3 separate regions of the Sus scrofa genome follow, and regions 2 and 3 are each linked to region 1. The links are chromatin contacts, called in public HiChIP or PLAC-seq maps. All regions are on one chromosome and are shown on one strand. The core of a region is the stretch at or near the end of the contact, and the rest is flanking DNA. Distances in the headings are between cores, read along the strand shown.

Evidence for each region. HiChIP or PLAC-seq counts read pairs in DNA pulled down with a chosen protein or histone mark.
Region 2: a contact with region 1 is called in an H3K27ac HiChIP or PLAC-seq map of alveolar macrophages. The contact joins two enhancer-like sites. A contact is called at or near these places in 2 of 47 Hi-C or Micro-C datasets (embryonic fibroblasts and subcutaneous adipose tissue) and 2 of 2 datasets of contacts at active chromatin or transcription factors (alveolar macrophages and skeletal muscle).
Region 3: a contact with region 1 is called in an H3K27ac HiChIP or PLAC-seq map of skeletal muscle. The contact joins two enhancer-like sites. A contact is called at or near these places in 1 of 47 Hi-C or Micro-C datasets (psoas muscle) and 2 of 2 datasets of contacts at active chromatin or transcription factors (alveolar macrophages and skeletal muscle).

The regions. Positions count from the first base shown.
Region 1 is chr1:4,373,217-4,375,916 of Sscrofa11.1, reverse strand. No RefSeq gene overlaps it. Among named protein-coding and RNA genes, the nearest start is that of QKI, 510 kb to the left of the region's middle. Within about 2 kb of position 1,421, at least 22 of the 83 cell types and tissues checked have an H3K27ac peak or open chromatin away from gene starts, as enhancers often do. A contact at or near this core is called in alveolar macrophages and skeletal muscle, where this site is marked.
Region 2 is chr1:4,701,656-4,704,502 of Sscrofa11.1, reverse strand. No RefSeq gene overlaps it. Among named protein-coding and RNA genes, the nearest start is that of QKI, 180 kb to the left of the region's middle. Within about 2 kb of position 1,407, at least 1 of the 83 cell types and tissues checked has an H3K27ac peak or open chromatin away from gene starts, as enhancers often do. A contact at or near this core is called in alveolar macrophages, where this site is marked.
Region 3 is chr1:4,799,698-4,802,568 of Sscrofa11.1, reverse strand. All of the region lies in intron 3 of QKI (QKI, KH domain containing RNA binding), which reads left to right. Among named protein-coding and RNA genes, the nearest start is that of QKI, 82 kb to the left of the region's middle. Within about 2 kb of position 1,403, at least 2 of the 83 cell types and tissues checked have an H3K27ac peak or open chromatin away from gene starts, as enhancers often do. A contact at or near this core is called in skeletal muscle, where this site is marked.

The DNA.
Region 1 (2,700 bases), core at 172-2,671:
GCTCCTGTCTGCTCCAGTGGGTCCTGCAATCTTCCATCTGCAATTGGACATTTTAGCCTGAAGTTCAACTTTTATTTGGGAGGTTCCCCCCCCCTTTGATAATGTCCTGCCTAGTTCTCTGTCTCACTCCTGGAAGAAGGTGCTGGAGCCTGCTATGCATCCTCAGCCTCTGAGGACAGGTTTGGCTGCTCTCCTGGGTGTATCGTCTCTGCCTGGAGAAGAGATGCTGTGTGTGAGCATCTGGGCTTGGGTAGGGCACTGGTTTTGCTCTCCTCCCCAGTCTTATCTGGCCTGAGACTCCACACTGGGCCTCCCCGGATAGTGGCACTCACAGGGCGCTGGCCTGGTGTGGGTCTGAGGCTGGTGGGTGGAGAGGGCCCTGGCAGTGGTGGCAGAGCTGTTTCCCTCAGATCTGGAGGCCTCATCATACTTAGAAGAGTTCTGAAGACCTGCCTCTAACACGTAAAAATTCCTCACTAAGATTTTAACGGGAAAGAGCCACTGTGGTGGCTCAGTGTTAATGGCCCTGACTAGTATCCATGAAGACTTGGGTTCAATCCCTGGCCTTGCTCAGTGGGTTGAGGATCTGGTGTTGCTGTGAGCTGTGGTGTAGGTCGCAGATGTGGTTCAGATGCCACATTGCTGTGGCTGTGGGGTAGGCCAGCAGATGTAGCTCTGATTCTACCCCAAGCCTGGAAACTTCCATATGCAGTAGTTGTGGCCGTAAAAAAAAGGAAGCAAGAAAGAAGTCATGGGGAATTATTTTTTGTTCCAGAGCCGCACATGCAGCATATGGAAGTTGCCAGGCTAAGGGTCCAATCAGAACTGCAGCTGCTGGTCACTTCTATAGTCTCACCTGCCACCTAGAGCGCAGGTTGTGGCCAGATCCTCAGCCCACTGAGTGAGACCGGGGATTGAACCTGCATCCCCATGGATACTGGTGGGTTTTGTTTCCCCGCTGAGCCACAAGGGAAAGATTTCAACGGGAAATCTAAGATTTCAACAGGTCAGAGATCATCCAGCTATCTTTGCTTTATCACCAGGGAGGGGGCTTAGGTTTACAGGGAAAATGTGAGGAGGGGGGCTGTGAAAGTCAGGAAGGAGGGAGGGCAAACACAGCTAAAAACCAAGGCTCAAGTCGCACGCAAGCGTGCAGAAGCTCTTGGAACGTGGCCTCAGCACTGCAAGCAGACGGCAAGCACCAGGAGTCCTTTTGTTGGTAAGGGGAATGGACCAGGGTTCCCAGACTCCGGGAGCAGAGCAGATGATATAAGTTCCAAGAAACATCAGGAAGTTCCTGCAAAGCCATGATGCCCAGGCCTAGCTGGTCGCTTGCGCGTTTCTTCCCCAGCTGACACTCAGCGTTCAGGGCTGCATGTCGACACTCTCTGGCCTCCAAGGTCACTTCCTCCGTGGAGCCTGACGTGTGAGCTGTGCAGGGAGGCCAAGGTCAGGGCAGATGGAAACCTGATCCAGGGTTTTCAGAGCTGCCAGAGCATGGGAGGGGGGGTGCTGGGGGAGCACAGTGGGTAACAGCTTAAGGTGCCCTGTGCACGGGGCCCATGGCACAGGGCCTGGGGCTGGGAGTCCCGCAGCTTCCAGAAGCCCTGCTCAGCCCTGGGATGCTCTTTTGGGAGGTCGGCCACAGGAGCCCAGGGTCTCCCCTTCGGCAGGGGTGTCTTCCACAGGGCAGGGGATCAGGGCCTCTGTCACAGGAAGGATTGCAGCCCCATCTCCCCTCTGGGACCTGACAACAAAGGACAGCAGCAGAAACACAAATCCCTGGACAGAGCTGTGTGGCCTGGGGACTCGCGATTCGGGTAGAGGAGAGACTCCTGTCCAGGGGCTCCTTTGCCAGCAGGGCCGTTTCCCATGGAGCCCCCCTGCTCCCCAACCAGCCCCAAGCCCAGTTTTATGGGGAGACTGGCAGGTGAGAAAAGCTGACAGGTCTTGGCTCTCCCCTTGTTTTGCTGTCTCAAGTTCAGAGCCAACATTACAACTTACTGTATAGAACATGAGCTTCCTCAAGAATTAATCCACCAGGGTTCTGCGTGATTGCAGCCAACTGTGTGAATCAACCAAATAGTGACAGGAAAAGAGTCATCAGGGCTCCTCTTGCTGGGTCTGAGATGCGGGGTGGCGGCGTCGTGATGGCGGAACACTTATTCCTGGTGACAGTGTCAGAACCAGAGAGAAAACAGCTTGATTTCCAGGTTCTAGGTTGAGCCCGCCAGGCTGGCAAAAAGTCTATTGCTCTGCCAACGAAGCAAATTCGATTCCTAAGTTGCGAGAGAGAAAAAATTCTGGCCCTTTTATGTCCCTTTTAATATAACGGCACTTTAATAACTGGCATCTCTTTATATCATTCCAGAATTTTAAGACTTCACTTGGTGTGGGGCCACTAAGCCACACTCAAGAAGCTTCTTAAAAAAAATCTTTAAAAATAACACAGAGTTCCTATGTGCCTGCATGTGTGTGTGTATATATGTATGTGTGTGCACATGCGTGTGTGTGTGTGCGTGTGTTATTCCTGTTTGTGCATGTGTGTGTGTATTATGCATGAGTGTGTATTATGTGTGTGTGTGTTCACTACTTTGGATTGTATGACTTTCAAACCGGCTGTTGCAGAGGGGGGAGGGTTTGTGTTTTCTAAAAACTACAGCAGCCATGAGTGGTTAATGTTTTTCTAGACCCAAATCG
Region 2 (2,847 bases), core at 158-2,657, 330 kb before region 1:
CCTTTCAAAGTCCTTTTTGTCATGTAAGGTAACATGCAAGTTTGGGGGGTTTAAGATGTGGACATCTTTGGGAGGACACATTTTTCTGTCTACCAAGGAGGGAAAAGAGAAAGGTCAGGGAAAGGAAAAAAAAAAAAAAAAAAAAAAAAAAAACAAGCATTGGTATATTTTTGCAAATTGTGTGTTTGTGTAAACAAGCAACTTTTAAAGATAAAACAATATTTGACATAAAATCATAAAGGAGAAGTAGAAGAAGAGGAGGCAGAGAAAGAGGAGGCAGAAATGGAAACAGCAATTTTCAAGGAAGAGTTTAAGCGAGTCAATCTGTTCATGTGTCTGGGCAGGCAAAGTTATTTCATAAGAAATCATTTCAAAATTTGATTTTATTTCTCAAGTCCGAGTTTCAGTTCCCTTGTTGGGAACAGAAAAGCAAGTGAGGACATAGATGGGGATTTTCATTCTTAAAACACTCCCGAGGTGCTGTCTTTTTAGAACAGAAGCCTGCTACTCTCTCTTCATTATAGACTCAAAATCTTTTTTTTTTCTTTCCCCTCCTGATCTGGTGTTCATTGAACAGTCTATCAACCTGACAGTCAGAGGCTTCATACAATGCCTGCCATTGCTAGGTGCTGGGAAGATACTTAAGGAAGCCAGATAACTTTTAAAGATAGTTTTGAGAAAAAAAGCAACACCTAAAATAAAATTCTTCGAGAGAGAGAGAGAGAGAGACTCCCTTGGAGAGAAATGAGCTGAAATTAGACATAATACCTATTTTTATCCTCTTGAAATTCAAATTTTCTGGAACCTAGATTAAGGTTACTATGTGAGCTTTCTTCTTTTCTTTAATTCCTAAAGGGTTTTAAGAATAACATTTCCTTTCCTTCCTCTTATCTTTCTCTCACACTTGAGACTGACTGTATTCTCGTGGAGGGCACCAATGAACCAATTCTAGTTTATGGGCATCATAGGACTGCATGTGTGACTGCAATGGCATCTTCCCCATGGAATTCTGGCAGGACATCAGAATCCTCGTATGGTGCTCCAGTCACCCACTAGAGCCGACATGCCAGTTGAAGATCTAGTTGCCATCCTGATATAGAGAGGTGGCCTGCAGTGGAATGGGGACCCAGGTGACCCAACAGAAGGGAAGGAGGAGGACAACAGTCGGTGGATGGGCTGGGGAAGAAGGTAAGAAACAGGATGAGTAATGAAGGAAGGGGTGGAGAGGTAGACCCATGCCTGGGCACTCCTTACATGGGCAGAGAGAACTGGCTTGGTGAAAGTGACAAGGTTGAAAGTTCAGAATGAACTTTCTGGTGTGAAGTTGCTTCTTGGCTCGTGTAGGTCAAGGCTGCTCAGTTATTTAATACTGGCATCTAACAGCATATGTAATGTCTATCTACGTAGTTCCTTTTTTTTTTCTTTTCTTTTTAATGGCCACATCTGCCACATACGGAAGGTCCCAGGCCAGGGATTGAATCTGAGTCACAGCTGCCACCTACACCACAGCTGCAGATGGGAATGCTGGGTCATTTAACACACTGTGCCAGGCTAGGGATCAAGCCTGCACCTCTGCAGTGATCTGAGCCACTGCAGTCTGATTCTTAATCCACTGCACTACAGTGGGAACTCCTATGGTTCCTTTTTTCTCTTATGTTTCTAATAAAGAAGATCATACAACTCACAAAATTAACTTGAAATTGATTAAAGACTTAAATGTAAGACCTGAAGCCATAAAACTCCTTGAATAAAATGTAGGGAAAAGCTTCCTGACATTGGTTTTGGCAGTGATTTTTTTGGATATGACACCAAAAGCACAAGCTATAAAGCAAAAATAAACAGGTCGGACTGTATCAAATGACAAAGCTTCTAAACAGCAAAGGAAAACATCAACAAAATTAAAAGGCAACCTACTGAATCAAAGAAAATATTTGCAAATCATACATCTGATAAGAGTTAATATCCGAAATACATAAGGAAGTCATACAGCTCAACAGCAACCCCCCCCCCAAATAATCCAATTAAAACGTGGGCAAAGGAATGGAATAGGCATTTTTCCCAAGAAATACAGATGGCCAACGTGTCCATGAAAAGTTGCTCAGCATCACTAATCATCAGGGACATGCGCCAGAACCACAATGAGACATCACCCTACACCTGTTAGGACGGCTAGCATCAAAAAGGCAAGAGATAACAAATGCTGGGGAGGATGAAAGGGAAGCCTTGCACACTGTTGGTGGGAATGTAAACTGGTGCAGCTACCGTAGGAAACCGTGCGGAGGTTCCTCAAAAAATTAAGAATAAAACCACCATAATGACATCCGAAGAAAATGAAACCTCCGTCTTAAAGAGATAGATAGCCGCATCCTCAAGTTCACTGTAGCATCAGTCATAAGAGCCGAAATATGAAGTGTCCCTTGACAATGACTGGATAAAGAAGAAACAGTATCTACTCTACATACAATGGAATAATCTTCAGCCACGAGAAAGAAGGAAATCCCGCCATTTGCTACAACACGGATGCATCTTGAAAGTATTATGTTAAGTGAACTAAGTCAGAGAAATAAAATATTGCATGCTCTCACTTATATGCCCAATCTTTTTTTTTTTTTTGTCTTTTGTCTTTTTTGAGGGCTGCACCCACGGTATATGGAGATTCCCAGGCTAGGGGTCTAATCGGAGCTGTAGACGCCAGCCTATGCCACAGCCATAGCAACTCGGGATCGAAGCTGTGTCTGCGACCTACACCACAGCTGGAGGCAACACTAGATCCTTAACCCACTGAGCGAGGCCAGGGATTGAACCTGCAACCTCACGGTTCCTCGTCGGATTCATTTCTGCGGCGCC
Region 3 (2,871 bases), core at 154-2,653, 430 kb before region 1:
TGTTACTTCTGGAGTTCCTGTCATGGTGCAGTGGTTAATGAATCTGACTAGGAACCAGGAGGTTGCAGGTTCGATCCCTGGCCTTGCTCAGTGGGTTAAGGATCTGACGTTGCCATGACCTGTGGTGTAGGTTGCAGACGAGGCTGGGATCCCGTGTTGCCATGGCTGTGGTGTAGGCCTGTGGCTACAGCTCCAATTAGACCCCTAGCCTGAGCGGCCCTAGAAAAGGCAAAAAGACCAAAAAAAAAAAGTGTGTTACTTCTGAATGTAAACACTTACTCTGAGGTAGAAGTTAACAGAGCGAAGTCATTTTTTTCTTGAGGTTTTCCCAATTTAGTTGACATTTCTCTTGTTGGTCTGGTTGCATAATTAATGTGCTTGAAATATTATTTTGTAAAAAATTGAGGAATCAGTCAGCAAAATCTGAGTGTATGGGAGTTTTATGGCTGAAGAAAAATCCTTTACTCTGTGAAGGACACGTATAGCTACAGGAAGTTTCATGGGACGAATGGGGAAGAGTACCCCTTTAAAACACTTGATTTGTGATCACTATGAAACATCCGAGTGCTTAATCTATGTTTTGGATCATATTTGCGTTTTTCAGATCTCTTCTAAGTGAATTCTATAAACACATGTAGTTGTGTTCTACCCTGTTGATCCCGTCCATGTCTAGATCATTTAGTATACTGTTTTTGAGTTGATTACAGACTTTTCTTAGTGGTAGCTGTCTTAATCGTCTCTGTAGCATGCACAGTGTCTGGTACTTTGTAGATGCTCAGAAGTGCTTCATTAGCATTTCCCTTAGTATCTTGTATTTGAGTTAATCACTTAAGCTCTTCATCTCTACTGTTAATTCTCTGTTTTCATACATAATAGCAGTTCTTTCAGTATTGTGTTCAAGATTTATATTGCTCAGCAGCAGTGTTGGTTATGGTGAACCAGAAATACATAGCTGTTAAGCCAGGACTAAAATAAAAGACTCACTCAGTTTTGGGATGAATAAGGATAAGATGGCCTGGAAATTGACTCTAGGCATGGGTATTGGGTATTGGAGCCAGTTACACTAGAGAAGTAAACTGGGCATTGGGCTGGGCTATGTGACGTATGAATAGAGACTAAAAGCTATGACTGCCACCTGGAAAATGTTTCTGATGGCAGGAAGGAGAGATAGTATTGTAACCAGAGTAAGCGCGGCTAGGTTTATTTAAACACTGGGATATTGCTATCCTTCTGGAAGAAAGAACTTTTGAACTTGAGTCTTTCCGCTTCCAGCAGGGAGTGAATAAATTGCTATCAGACTGATTCACCTTTAGAAAGCAAATCTAAAAATATACCTTGTATTATATAAGGCTACTGCCAGGAACTGGGGAGCAAATACAAGCAGAGCTGGAATGGAGTTAGTACTTGGAGGAGGGAAATTTATATAGCTGGTGCTTGTTTGCCTGGCTTTTAGAGTAGGTCAGGCACAGTAGGTAGTTCTAATTCCAACTTGGGGGAAGTCCCTGTTAGAAAAAGGGGAATCCAAAAAAAAAAGGAAAAGGGATCCTTCAATTCTTACTGACCCCTGAAATACACATGTGCAAAACAGACTTTAAAGGTCTGACTTGACACCCAAGAAACGAATTTTATAGTTTTGAATTATAAGCCACCTTGACCTCATTGGTATTTTATAAAACATTATACCTGATAACTGGTGAATTCACATTTTTTTTCAAGTGCACATGTCCATTCACCGGGATAAAACATACGGTAGGTCATAAGAGGGAAAAAAGATTCAAATTATATAGAAGATGAACTCTGACCAAATGGAATTAAACCCCAAATGTTTGGAAATTGAACAATATACGTATAATCCATTGGTTGAGATATCATCAGAAAAGCTAGAAAATATTTTTACCTAAATGATAATGAAAATGCAGCATAAAATTTGTGAGATGAAGTTCAAGCAATGTTTACAGGAAATTTAAATCTATAAAAGTTCATATTTTAAAAACTCAGTTATTTTCATTTTTCTAATTAAAATTAAATTATTTTCATTTTTCTAAAAAATTAAATACAGCAAACTGAAACCAGGGTAGGTAGAAAGAAAAAAATAAAAATAAGAAATTACTGAAATAGAAAATGGACAACTAGAAAAAAAATAAATTTTTTTAAAGATTAATTAAATAGATAAGGCTATAGCTTGGCTGAATCCAGAACGAAAGAGAGAAGACACTAATTACCAGTATCTATAATAAAATGGACATCATTATAGATCCTACAGGTATTAAGAGAGAGCTTTTAAGGGAATATTACAAGCAACTTTAAGCCAGTTAATTTGAAAACTTAGATGAAATGTCTTTAAAAAAAAAAAATTATAACCAAGAAGTAACAGAACACTTGAATAGCCCTATATTGACTAAAGAGGCTGAATTTATAATTTAAAATTTCCTTACCTCCCCCCCCCAAATGTAAAGCCTAGGTGCTCATACTAACGAATTTTATCAAACTCTAAGAAAGAAGTAGTATGAATGCTATATGAAGTCTTTGGTAAAAGGTATAAGAAGGGAATACTATGTTTTAACTTTAATTACCATAAATTGGTCATTACTAGCATTATCATGATACCATCACAAAAAGAAAATAAATATTCCTCATATATACAGAAATTCTTAATAAAATTGTAGCATGTTGAATTAAATGATATATGGGGTATATCTTGGTATCAAGATTAATTTAACGTCTGTGGATTGATCAATGTAATTGATCATATCAGTAGAATATAGGTATATGGTTATTTCAATAGATGCATTGAAATAAACCACCTAGCAAACTTTGAAAGGAACTTTCTCAATTTTTTTTTCTTTTTTTTTGGCTGCACCCCTGGCGTGT